Linked DNA regions of Mus musculus: region 1 is linked to region 2. The links are chromatin contacts, called in public Hi-C maps. All regions are on one chromosome and are shown on one strand. Each heading gives the region's core, a stretch centred on a gene start, on an enhancer-like site or on the middle of the called end of the contact. The rest is flanking DNA. Distances are from core to core; before and after follow the strand shown.

The links. Hi-C and Micro-C count contacts between places; a contact is called where the count stands out from the background.
Region 1: a Hi-C map of the N1E-115 cell line shows a contact between it and region 2, with 8 times the contacts expected there. The contact joins two enhancer-like sites. A contact is called at or near these places in 3 of 15 datasets of contacts at CTCF or cohesin (embryonic stem cells, large pre-B cells and pro-B cells), 5 of 484 Hi-C or Micro-C datasets (the N1E-115 cell line and embryonic stem cells) and 2 of 115 datasets of contacts at active chromatin or transcription factors (embryonic stem cells and large pre-B cells).

What each region holds. Positions count from the first base shown.
Region 1 is chr12:41,625,686-41,632,696 of GRCm38.p6, forward strand. It overlaps Immp2l (IMP2 inner mitochondrial membrane peptidase-like (S. cerevisiae)), which reads left to right. Exons shown (of 7, transcript NM_053122.4): 5 at 3,079-3,144. Among named protein-coding and RNA genes, the nearest start is that of Gm40412, 22 kb to the left of the region's middle. Within about 2 kb of position 5,211, at least 2 of the 459 cell types and tissues checked have an H3K27ac peak or open chromatin away from gene starts, as enhancers often do. A contact at or near this core is called in the N1E-115 cell line, where this site is marked.
Region 2 is chr12:40,835,962-40,842,798 of GRCm38.p6, forward strand. It overlaps Dock4 (dedicator of cytokinesis 4), which reads left to right. Exons shown (of 53, transcript NM_172803.2): 50 at 669-741; 51 at 2,480-2,593; 52 at 5,276-5,337. Among named protein-coding and RNA genes, the nearest start is that of Immp2l, 180 kb to the right of the region's middle. Within about 2 kb of position 3,215, at least 19 of the 459 cell types and tissues checked have an H3K27ac peak or open chromatin away from gene starts, as enhancers often do. A contact at or near this core is called in the N1E-115 cell line, where this site is marked.

The sequences.
Region 1 (7,011 bases), core at 3,961-6,460, 790 kb after region 2:
GGCCATCCATTCTGTCCCACCTGGGGATCCATCTCACATGCAGATATGAAATATAGACATTGTTGTGGACACCAAGAAGTGCTTGCTGATAGGAGCCTGATACAGCTGTCTCCTGAGAGGCTCTGCAAGAGCCTGGCAAAATACAGAGTTGGATGCTTGCAGCCAACCATTGCACTGAGCACAGGGACCCCAGTGCAGTAGTTACAGGAAGGACTGAGGGAGCTGAAGGGGCTTTATCTGGCAAGAATGGGAGGGGAGGCCCTTGGTCCTGTGAAGGCCTGATACCCCAGTGTAGGGGAATGCCAGGGCTTGGAGGCTCGAGTGGGTGGGTGGGGGAGCACCCTCAGAGAAGCAGTGTAAGGAGGCTTGGGATAGGGGTTTGCAGAGGGGAAATGGGGAAAGAGGATAACATTTGAAATGTAAATAAATAAAATATCAAATTTAAAAAAGAAAGAAATATCCTGAGTGAGGCAACCCAGTCACAAAAGAACACACATGACATGCACTCAATGATAAGTGGATATTAACCCAAAAGCTCGGAATACCCAAGATACAATTCACAGACCACATGAAGCTCAAGAAGAAGGAAGGCCAAGGTGTGGATGCTTCACTTTTTCTTAGAGGGGGAAATGCAATACTCACAGGAGGAAATATGGAGACAGTGTGAAGCAAAGACTGAAGGAAAGGCCATCCAGAGACTGCCCCACCTGGGGATTAATTCCATATATAGTCACCAAACCCAGACACTATTGTGAATGCCAAGAAGTGCATACTGACAGGAGCCTGATATAGCTGTCTCCTGAGAGGCTCTTCCACAGCCTGACAAATACAGAGGCAGATGCTCACAGCTAACCATTGGACTGAGCACAGGGTCCCCAATGGAGGAGTTAGAGAAAGGACTGAAGGAGCTGAAGGGGTTTGCAACCCATAGCAAGTACAAAAATATCGGCCAACCAGACCCCCAAGAGCTCCTAGGGATTAAACCACCAACCAAAAGAGTACACATGGAGGACCCATGGCTCCAGCTGCATAGGTAGCAGAGGATGTCCCTGTAGGGCATCAGTGGAAGGAAAGGCCCTTGGTCCTGTGAAGGCTAGATGCCCCAGTGAAGAGGAATGTCAGGTGGGAGTGGGTGGGTGGGTCAGTGAGCACCCTCATAGAATCAGGGAGAGGCAGGATGGGATAGAAGGTTTCCTGAGGGGAAACCAGGAAAGGGGATAACATTTGAAATATAAATAAATAAAATATCCAATTAAGAGAGAGAGAGAGAGAGAGAGAGAGAGAGAGAGAGAGAGAGAGAGAGAGAGATGGAGTCCTAAGGGAATAGAGGTAGGGAGGAAAGAGGGGCTCCTTTAGGGAAACTGCAGCAGGATTAAGAGGAAGTCTGATAAGACTGAAATGAAATAGCTTAAAAACCCATTTCCTAAGTAGTCTTAAGTTGCCTACTCAGAGAATCCAGTTTCTTTAGCTTAGAGGTACCACAACCCCTCAAAGTAGATTTAGGAATAGCTGTTAATGACTCTAAACTTACACAATTTGTTGAAAGAGGCCAGTCAAAACTCTAATCCAGTTTTTCTTCAGAATAAAGAATTTTCATAATTATGTGAAGTAATTGCAGCTATTTACATAATTTTATTTTCTCTGTAAGATAAATTCTAGGATATTAATTGTATTATAACTCCTTTAGTTCAGAACACAGTCAGTTTTTCTAATGCTTTTTGTTTTTATACTTTTACATTTCTTTGAAAAAAGCCTTTTAATTCAAAAAGTGAATTGACATGAAAATATTTTGTCTCTTGTTGATTTTCAAACACAAATGATCATTTATATGATATATGATCTGTTTCTTGAAACAAGTCCAGTAAATCAGAGCTTTAACATGGTATCAGCAGGAAACTGTCCATATTAAGATGCCCCAAATTGGTACAATGCCTAACAGCTTAAGTCAACAGAAATTGATGGTGCAGCCTGGGTGGGGAAATTGGTGCAGGGCTGCTCTAGAAGTGCAGTCCAGCTGTTGCTCAGAGCTGCAGCTTCCCCCATGTTGGCTGGGTTGAAGGACAAGCTTCTGAGCTCAGTGCTGTGACTTGAGCAGTCTGAGTCCTTCCCCCATGTAACTGTCACTATAGGGATGGTTCAGGGCAGTTACGGCTTCCTACAAAGGAAGAATAGAGAAACTCCAGGTATGAGAAATACACATTTACAACCAAATCCCAAAAGTGATACACCCATATGACTCCTTTCCCATACTCTCTTGACCTCAAAGATCAATCCTAGCCTAAGGTGGGAAAGTATCCATTGGGATGTATGTTCCAGGAGAGGTGGGGATTTATTTAAGTAGTGTATCTTTGAATCAAAATTTCCCATCACAAATGAGATTAAAATAGAAAATGCCTTTTTTACTTTATATATCAAAATCTGTCAATTTCTTTTAACTATCAGGGGCACTTGTTTATCTCTCTGAATTCTATAATCATCAAATTGCTGAACTTCAAAATGATTTAACAGGATTCTTTATTTCCTTCTTTAAAAAAAAAACTTCTAGCATCATTGTTTTCTGGAAGATTCTCTTTGAATTTTAAAATGCTATAACTGCTAACATTTATCAATTAAAGAAATGTCTGTTAACTTCCTTACATATAAATTCTATTCTTAAAAGTATTTTCTTTAATAACGACATACTAATAATTTTTACCCCTTAATATCTAAGCTGTTGATCCCCTTGTTTTGTGTTCTACTGTATATAGGGTATCATGTAGCCCAGGCTTGCCTGGAACTTGCTGTGGGTAGAGGGATCCTACTATTGTTTTGTCCATCTCTATGGACCGGGATTGCCAGACTATTTCAGCTTTACTCATCTTCCCTCTGTGTTTTTCAGTTTTAAGTTTTACTATGGAACATAATTTTCTCACCAGTATCTTAGGTCACTTGAAACACAAGTAAGGTTCGCGTCATGCCATGAGTGTGAAGAATTCTGTAGTGATTTAACCACAGCTGATTTTCTTAAGCAATTTATCCTTCTTTTCTTCGAATAACAGAAACATAGCTGATTGTATAATATTTTCTTTTTTATCCTAGGTCTCCTAAAAACCCAGAACAGAAAATCATTAAGAGAGTGATCGCTCTTGAAGGAGATATTGTAAGGTAGGTGCCCAGACTACTGTTCTTAACTTAAAATCTGGATTTTAAACTTGCTTTTGAATGCTTATTTGAAATTAAAGTAAAATACGCCTGGCGATCTAGAACTTTGGGCACCCTTCCCTTAGGCTTTGCTTTATTTGCTTTGAGCATCAGTAACTGTTTCAGGATGGAAGGTTTACCTGAGGTCACTCAGCACACCATTCTTCTTAAGTTACAAAACCTATGATAATTATTAATTAAACCAAGATTAACCACATACTCTGACCATTAAATTACTGCTTTCAGGTATTAATGCTAGCACAATTATTTTAATATTGTGACATCAATATCTATTTTAGAAATTTTCAAGAACATTTTATTATTTCAGAATCCCCAACACAAACTCACAGGACTCCTTTATAACCGTAGAGATCAGGACAAGCTGGATAGCAACTGAAACACACATTTCCAGGTTCACAGTGAGTGTTGAAACTGCACACAGCACTGAAACAATCAAGAGTTTGAGCAACAGATAGTAAAGTCTTATTTATCGTGCTTGCTGATATAAACAATATTTGAGAATGGGCAAGAAAGCCATTAGTGCACGATGCATCTCATTCTGATTGCCTGCTTGAAGTAAGGTGTACCCAGGTGTACACAATATAGTAGTCAAATGCCTTGAAAATTGTATTCAAGATGTTTTCTGATTCTGTTTCCACCCAAAACTCCATCCTAAAAACACTTGTGTTAATGATTATATAAACAAAACAAACGAAATGGAAAGAGCCCCTGTCAGTTTTAGAGCAGAATTGAGATCAGCAGTGTAAAGATGTTGGCAGGATCACCCAAGACCCCCTTTGCAGTTCTGTGAGAGTAAAACTACTTTATTCATAACCAAAGGATGCCATTTGTCTTTTTGTTTTGTTTTATTTTACTGTTTTGCTATTGTTCATGCAGGATGGAACTTTCCAGAGGTGTGATATTGTGATAGACTGCATAAAAAAAGCAGTCACCGCACCCCAGCTATTCTCTCTACACCAGCCAAGAATTAGAAACATTTACAAAACCATTTAAAATGTTTCCTGACTCATTTACCACTGAAAAATACTGTGATTTTATTTAAAAACATGGCCAGAATAGGGAAATGCACAAAACCAAAAACAGGTTAGTGATTCCCACAGGCATGGAAGAGGGGAATAGGACTCTTAATGGGTGCAGGGCTATTTGCTTGTTTGTAAGAGGTATAGAGATATCCTAAAGGGTACCATGCTGACAGTTGTACAGTTAGATATGTAAAAATGGAGTTGCACATTTTAATGAGGTTGTTTATATACTATAAGAACTACATGTCAATAAAACTATTCTTACAAAACTAAAACACTCATCAAATTACACACATTATTCATGTAATAAAATAAAATTAAGACAGTTAATGAACCAGGATTCTTTTAAAATTACAATTGAAAAGGAACTTTGCTGTTTCTCATTGTGAATTACCAGCTGGCCAGTCAGCAATGTGACATTAGAGATGTCTGCACAAGATTAAACTCTACAGTGGATCTCTGGGCAGACATGACGCTTTACTCTCCTCACTCTGTAAGTGTACACTGGGTTCACACTGCAGAGGCAGACAGAGCTGAGGCAGGAGATTAACCAGGGTAGGAGTCACCTTCTTCCTGGATACTGTTGAAGCCCATGCAGAAGAAGTACTGCAAACAGACACCAGTTATCATCCCCGTTTGTAGACCTCAATCATGGAGCAGTGAGTGAAACAAAGGAGGAAGGACTCAGAGCTAAGATTTCCTTCCAATTTAAAGTCTTTTTCAAAAATCCTTTTGTTAATTAATTAGAAAAACAACCATTCTTTACTGCTTTATGTCTTTCAGTGGGGAAGAACCCATTTCTTACTTTTTCTTTCTTTTTTATTCTTTTCAAACCTTAGCACCTGGTTATCTCAGCTTCTCAGACATTAAACTAGTGAGAGAATACACACCTACAATGGTTTCTAACAGCCTTGATAGGTGTTAAAAGGCCAGACAATGAGATAAGAAAACACTTCCTGATGAGCTTCCTTGTTTCTGTTTGTGATCCCTTTCTGGTAATTACATATCTGAAAATGCTTATAGGAAGTTGCTCCTGTAAGTCACAGGGGTCATTAGCCTAGCAGTGCCCTTGTGACAAGCCAGGGCTCTGGTGTGTGACATGCCCTTTCAGTCCTGTTTTCCCTTGGATACTACTGAATTTCCTAGGAGGCAGACTAAAACCAAATGTGACTTTCCAGAATTTGCTTTCATGGGAAGAATTTGATATTTTCTAAAGAGTATAAACAAACAAACCCCTTTAGGTTTTAGTATACATACCATGATATATGGACTATTTTTAACTTAAAACTAGAGAATCGGAGGTCAGCCTGGAGGTACGAACTTTTCAGAGGTCAAGTTCACTGTTAAAGACTTAACCCAGTATTCTATCTAGGTAGTGTTCTATTAGCTAAGTTTCCTCCGCTTATAAATGTACAAAATGTATTCTTTAGAGTTCCTGCTGAGGAGATATCTCATAAAATAAGGGGAACAGTTCCCAAGAATCAGCTCCCTGAAGAATAGCAAGAGAGTAACACTATGACTTCTAGTTTCATTCTGTCCATTGTACCCTGTATCCATATTGCTCTGTCTATTGCCTCCATTTTTCTCAGTTGACCTTTGTCCCATTGCTTCCTGCTGCCTTCTTTTGATGTGCCTCATGTCTCAATGATGTGATGGAAGTCTCAGTATGCCCTCTAGGGGACAGAGCTATGGTGTATGGATTAGATGGACTGCTGGTCAACCAACTGATCAGCTGATTTGGGGTAGATGGCCTTTCTGGTGTAGCATCACAGGTAGAGAGGCCAAGTGACCTGGCAAGCACCCTGTAGTTAAAACAAAGCCACTGTAAGGGTTTTGTTGGGTGGAATGACAGATACTGAGATGGATCCCAGGACAGAGCATTGCAATTAGCAGTCACTTAGCTTAGCACTACCTTTTCAAGTCTCAGTTCAATGACATTGTAATCTGTTCTCTTTAGTAGTGGCTTTGACTCTACTCCCTAAGGAAGATTAACTTTTTAACGTTTTGTTTTTAATTACAGAAATAGCTTGGCTTTATTGAATTGTAGAGGCTATGAAGAACATCCTTGCTCACAAATACTACTTATCTTTGCAGACTAAATAGACTAAAATGGAAATATTAGTTATAAAAGTACAGAATTGTGGTTGTTTTTATTTTTAGCTCCCCTCCCAGAAAGCTTTATTTTTTTATTTTAAAAGATATTATAAATATAAATAAATCACATAGTGCCCTAGTTAGAGTTTCATTGCTATGAAGAGATACTATGACCAAGGCAACTCTTAGAAAAGAGAACATTTAATTGGGACTGGCTTACAGTTTAAAAATTGCAGTCCATTGTCTATCATGGGAGGAAACATGGCAGCATGCAGGCAGACTTGGTGCTGGAGTAGCCAAGGATTCTGCATCTTGATCCACAGGCAGAAGAAAGAGACCATCTTCTGTAGGCAGCCAGGCAGAGGCTCTCTTCTATACTGAGTGGAGCTGGAGACCCCAAAGGCTACCTACACAGCGATATACTTCCTCCAACAAAGCCGCACCTATTCCAACAAAGCCACACTTCCTTGTATGGCCATTTACCATGGACCAAGAATATTCAAACCACCAAACATCAAAATTAATTAGTCCCCAAAACTATACAGAAAGTTTTTATACATTTTTTCAATACTACTGAGAATTAACTTCTCAGAAGGCATTCACTTTTTATTCCATTTTTTATATAAATTCTTCTCCTATATATTACATCTTGACTGCAGTGTTTCTTCCCTTCCCTTCCCCAAGTCTCTATCCC
Region 2 (6,837 bases), core at 1,965-4,464:
CATTGCAAGGGGATTTCAGTTTGTTTCATCTGCTCTAAGAGATCATGTGCCAGCATGGGAAACTCTGAAAGGCTTCCTTGATTAGTCCTGAGTTATCTGTCTTGGGTAAAATTTGAATCAGTATATATGTTACCAAAATTATAATAATGTATAATGCTGTAGGTTTCCACTTTTTCTTTTCATGAGTTAGGTAGAGCTATGTAATATTGGTAATTTTGTAGGTTAAAATTATAGAATATTCATTAGCTCATTTTTGTCTATTATAGTATTTGAACTATAAGTTTGTCTATATAGTAGGTTTTTAAATTAATATTTCTCCTTTCATTCTTATTCATGTCATACTGCCAGTCTAGCAGTATACACTTGTAAAGAACATCATACCTAGCGAATTCTTACTATTAATTTTCCCTATGTTTATTATGAGTAATTATTTACCATTTATATTTAATGTAAAACACCATTTCTTATTATGTTTCTTTCAGAAAACCTAAGACTCTGTTTCCCCTTTTCTCCTTAAATAGAGTTTAATTATTTGTTCCTAGGCTCATTATACCATATAGAAAATGTTTTGAGCAAAGAGTTTCATAAGGAGATAACCATCTCATTTTCTAAAAGGCATCCTACCTCAGCATATTATATCATAAAAATGGACTCTTCTCCCTTTCCAGAGGATGCTGTTTAATCATATTGGAGATGGGGCCTTGCCTCGAAGTGACCCCAACCTTTCTGCACCTGAGAAAGGTGGGTACCAGTCATCCACCCCTTGTAGGTCCTAGAATGTGTCAGGGTTTGTTGTGTCCTCATTTCCCCCAGTCTTCTGTGTGCCGTGTGGCAGGTAGAGCTCTAGACTGTTAATGATCAGGGTGAGTGTGATCTTTAGGCAATTAGTGAAAGGCAGTTTATCATGATCCATTCTCCATAAACTCCTAAGCTCTGAGCAAATTAGAAGCTCCTTTGTGTAATGGCTTTCTGTTGTTCAGCGAGCCCAGGCCAAGCCTGCTCTCCCTGAAGCAAAGTTGCCAATTAAGCCACTAGTTCACACAATGAAAGTAGCTACTCCTCAGATTGATTCCACAGACCCCATCCATTGTCTCCTTCACAAAGCTCATATTCAGCCAGCTCAACTGTTGTTGGTGGTCACTCACACAGGCTCTTGTACCATTAAATGCCATGCAAGCATTGCGATCAGACGCATAATGGAGTGGGGCCCGCCTCAAGGTCAAGCACACACAAATAAGATGCACACACCAAATGCATGCATAGAGCTAAGAAGCCAATTAGCAACACACAGACCAGGAAGAGCAGATTAAATGTCGCTTCCTCCACTGTGGGTGCAGGGACTTGCAAAGTCACCCGTTTGCCTCTCAGGGTCAGGCCTCAAAAATAGCAGTCTCGCAGGCTAATGAATCAAGACTCACTAATGAAATGTCCCAGTAAAGTGCACTTTAATTGCCCCCATTAAGAACTAGGCTGTATTACCATTTTGGTACACTGATAGATTAACATTAAAACTTCCCAAAGGGAGATGAAAATTAGTGAGGGCCTAGCCAAAATTATTTTAAAGCATGGAATTAGCTTTAATGTTGTAAGTCAAGCATTGATCTTCACCAGGAGAAACTAGGGATGTGCTGTTATTTTTACCAACTTTACTAAAGAAAACTACCCAGCAAATATAAAAGAAATAGAGAAAAAAAAATAATGTTTAAAATATTTCCACCCCATTAAATCAAAGCAGTAACTTGGAGGAATAAAACGTGGCAATTCTCACTGCGTCCGTCAGATGGCAGTATCTGCACGGGAAGCAAGCGGGAACGCTGGTTTTACTATTAGAAACTTCATTGTGGAGTGTTTCATAACCTTGTGTGTCCTGCCCTGCTTCCTAGCAGAGCTGTCTATATTCCTACACCGTGATGCCTGGAGCAGATGGATTGCAAAGTAACAATGACGTTATCAGCAGTCCAAGTGGTTTTCTCAGGACTTACTTAGTGTAATCTGTCCATTTGGAACTCATCCTTTCCTGACAGGACTGGTCAGTGTGGCACCCTCAACCCTGTCCTTGGTACTTCTGCCACACAGTTGAAATAAGAGAGTGCCCTTTGCCTCATCACCTCCTTTAGATGGCCATTTGTTCAGACATTTCTACAAATAGGCTGATGACTATATTTTCCATCTATTTCTCAGCATCTAAACACATTTGGAATTCTCAGCAGGTTGCTACTCCCTGGCATAGAGATTTGCAGTTCTGTTTGACAGCTTGAGGGAAATAAAGAGACCTGCTGTTACTCAATTAAATGTCAGCTCTGTTAGGTAACCAATTAGAGAGAGGTTTAATATTGGGGAAGTGTCCTGCTTGGTTACTGCTTAAGGTTTTGTGGTCTTTTTGACTACGTTCTGGATAATTCTGCCAGACTCCTAAGATCTCAAGCATTTGAAAGGCAAAGCTGGCTCTTGTGTGTTTAGCTGTGTTATTCCCTTCCAGCTGTGAATCCCACCCCTAGCAGCTGGAGCCTGGACAGTGGGAAAGAAGCCAAGAACATGTCGGACAGTGGGAAACTTATCTCTCCCCCTGTCCCTCCAAGGCCCACACAGACTGGTGGGTATTTGAAGCATTTGAATAATCACTTTCATATAATAAGTATATTGAGCATTTCAGTTTGCTAGCAACATCATTTGCCTCTAGTTGGCTCCTCCTTTCCCTGTTCTTCTGCCATACAGTCAGACAACAGTCCCTTCTAATAAGCCCCTCGGAAGAATTTGAGCATGCCATCTTCTTCCTGGCTCCATGTTCAACCCTTGTTGCTTGATGGGCCACTGGCCTCTGCCCTTCGCTTGCACTGATCTCTGCTAACTCGGCCGCTTTCTATAATCTTCCCCGATGACATCAATGTTTCAGCTGACTCGAGAGCCAACCCTCAGTGGCTTTGAGGAGCCTCTGACACCTTGAGTTATCTGCTGCTCTCAGAGCTCTGTTTCCGGCAGTGGTGTTGCTCAAAGGGCTAAAGCGTGGACCTGCATCTCTTGTAACTGTGGCTCACGAAGCACATCCTAACGTACGTCTAGCCTCAGGTCTTCTGAGCCAGTAGATTATGTTCCTGAAATGAGGCTGGGGCCAGCATTTTACCAGGCCATTTGTGGGCTGCTTCTGCTCACTAACATCTGAGTGCTGAAAATGGTTGGGAAACTTCCAGCCTGGCCCTGGGTCCCCAGAGAATCACAGACAGAAGCAGAGCTGGCTTTCATGAGCTTCTGTTGGGAAAAGGCCAACTTTCCCTCTGAACATACACCACTTGCTTGGTGACTTGCATGCGGAGCAGTTTTAAGAGAAGCTTGAACTGACTGCCTTTTCCAGTAACCAGATCTTGTCAGCACTTTCCTACATCGCTGGAGCTTTCCAGGTATAGCCGGCCTAAGAACCAAAGAAAATGTGGTACCATTTCCTCAGCAGAGTGCCCTAGTCTGAGCACTCGGTGTCACTTGCTACATCGTAGCTTCTCATCCTTTGAATAGTTTCTGCAGGGTCAGAATGAGGGATGAATTTAATCCTCTTGATCGGTATTAGTATATCGGTCTGATTGTAGAAATGAGGGCCCATCAGCCAAATCATTTGTATTTCTTTGCTGATCCATGTACATTCAGACAGTCTCGTTATTTAAAGGCTTGGTTGTGCCCGTGAATATGGGAACTTGAAAGGTATTTTTAAGGGAAAATAAGATTGATAGTTCTTACAAAGGAATAAATATTATCAGTGCTAGCTGGGCGTCTGAGACAAAAAGAAGCTGGTGGGTCTATTTTAGGCTTATAGAAAGTACATTTCCAGAAAAATAGCTCGGAGAAAGAGCACTAGGTGCCAGGCCTGCACCATGTCTAAGACCAAGTCAAGTACACAGGAGGCCTTGACCTCAGTGACAGTAGTGGCAGATGTGGCCGATTTCTCTGTACATATGTGGTTTTCTTCCTAGTCAGCACTCACAACGTGTGGGAACAGAAGTAGGAGCTGGCTTGTGTAGATGAGACCTCCCAACCCCGCAGTGTGATAATGGACCACCCTCTGTGGTCTCTTAGGGCTCAGCACAGCTGGGCAACCCTTCTCCTCCCACATAGATTGGTAGGGCTGCTGTCCCTTCTGTACTGATTGCTTTCATGGTCTGTCCTGATGTCATCATCTGTGGTCAGTGTTGTGGGGCTGTGCAACTGTCTGTCTTTCTTCCTTTCAGCCTTTCGGTAGGTTTTTATGAGTTCTAGACCTCAGTGTGATGGCTGGAAGAGTGGCAGGAAATCACAGAGGGACAGAGCTCACATTCGCCAAAATCACTCTGTGTGGAAGTGGGAAGGACGGCTTGGCCTCGCCCCGTCGACTGGGTCACAAGCTGTTTTTATGCTATGCAGTTACAGTCTAGAAACAAGACGTGATCTGTAAGCACACAAAAGAGCACATGCCACACATGCTGGGTCCCTGGCATCAGACCTGAAAACCCCAGAGAAGCAGAAGTCACTCTTGCCATGATGGTGATATCTCAAATTCCCCACCCAGCGGACTGAGGGAAGGCCTATGGACAGGCATTAGAGAAGAAATGGGAAGCTTATCTCCCTTTGTACTGATGTGGACAAGCTTTCTGTCTGCACTGGGAATGTTGGGAGGTGAGGTGAAAGGGAAGGGTTACTGAACATCCCTATAGGCCTGCTCTAGGCTGCCTGCAGGGCCTTGGTCTTCCCTGTTCAGGCCAAAGACAGAAGGTGTCTCCCAACGACTCCTAGCACTTTCCCCCAGGAGCATTTTATGAGATCAAGCAGTTGAGTGATGAAAGGCATCTGGACTTGGAGGTTTAGAAAGGATTTGAGAGCCAAGCGTGGCAGCACAGACACATAACCTAAGCACTTAGGAGGTGTCAGGAGACTAAGGAATTCATGGCCATCCACAGCCGTGTATGGAGCTCAAGTCTAGCTTTGACTACATGAAGCCTTATCAGCAGAAAAAGAACGGAAAGGAAAGAAAAAAAGGCCATTGGAGCTGTTTGGGGCCATACCCTTCTAGTCAAAGCATCATATGTGTACAGCAGTAACTTTTTCACTAACTGGCCAATGTCTTGATGGCACCATCTTCTACAAGGAATCTATTCTAGAGAGCCATTGTGTAGTTTGTCCTCTCCATTTTCCTCTTCCCTTGCTGAGAAGATCCTTATCCACTAATACATCTGCCTGGGCTTGGACACATAGAGGGCATATGCAGCCAGCCCTCTGGTTTTTCTTAGTTAAAATGTTCTTTCTCCATCTACAGCTTCGCCAGCAAGACACACCACATCAGTGTCCCCCTCGCCTGCTGGACGTTCTCCATTGAAGGTACAGGTCTGTCATTAGACTGGATCCAAAGATCGGCCCTGGTTCCTTTTTCTTAAAACCTTGTCCTAAGCTCATCAAAAGGTGCTTTCATTCCTACAGACAAGGTCATATTAAGAAGGGGGTTGGGGGCAAGAAAACAGCGCTGCTTTTCCCCTTGCAGAGATTTACCCAAGAACACAGATCTCGTGGGCTACGTTTTGTTTTCTATTGTTTGTTTTGTTGTTTAGTAGTAGGAGGATGCGCAGCTTAATTCTCCATATTTTGGCAATGAGAACATAACAAACTATAGTCAACACATTTAAAGCACATTAAACATACATGTGTACGCCTACATTGAAAAACGCCCGTAATCAAGGTCTACTAAATGCTCTTCTGGAAGTTTTGGGGCTTTATCATCAACCTCATTCATTTTGGCAAAGCCAAACCCAACTTTCTCTCTCAATACTTTGCATTAAAGATACTCCACATTACAAACATATACTGAATTATAGAGGACATGGTGGCATAAATGGGAAAAAAAAAACCACAGAGAACAAGCTAGCCACCTTAAGGGTCACATGTGTGACATGTAAATGCAGGCTATTTAACATCTCTAAGCCTACAAATCCCTCAGGAAGATCAAGAACAATATTCAGTCAGACTGGCCACAAGGCTTTTCAGCACACTGGAGAAGGGTTGTGAGAAGCGCAGCCCCGGGAGCAGACAGGAGGCTGGAGGGAGTGTTGAATGGATGGTTGGCACCGGGTTGACTTAGGTGTCCACACCCTGTGTCCTCTGTGTAGATAACACAGTGCTAGCTGAGATGAAAGACAAATTGGTCTCCACAAACACTTCGGAACAGGTTGTGACCCACTGTATCTGTGCTGCTCATGACTGTCACCTATGGAAACAGAGAATACCAAAAAGGGGGTGGGGCCTCAAAAAAAAAGTGTGGCTAGGTTTTCATCGCCAGAGTTCCTGTTGTAAAATTTTGCTGGAAGTGCAAATGATTTTCTAGTTTTGCTGTCACTCCGCAGTGCGGCTTTTATTGTGAAGTCCACGTGACAGTGTTTGCTCTGGAAGCCACTGCCTGTCATCATCCTGATGTGAAGAAGGCAGGCAGCATGGCGCTTCTACATCTTTGTGTCTGTACACCCTCAAAGCACTCACTCCCACACATTGTGATGGAGTTATCGCCTGTGTTTCTCAATTCCATTATGCAGAGTTGAAATACGGCAGTAAGTGTTGGCGATTAAACTCTTACAGAAGAAAGGCAGCCTTAGTGGAAAATGCTCAAGTGCTTATTAAATAGCTCAAGTTCGCAAGCTGGTCTGTACTATCCTAAAAGGGACCTGCGTGCATTTGTACTGGCCCAGAGGCAGTCCTTGGATATAACATATCTTTATAAATAGGGCTTGAAGAACAGAGAGAGGGAGAGAAAGGAGAAATATCACCAGATCACACCTTGTGCTGTAACTCCCAGGTTACTTTAGAGGGCACCCTACTCCCAAGTTTCAAGCT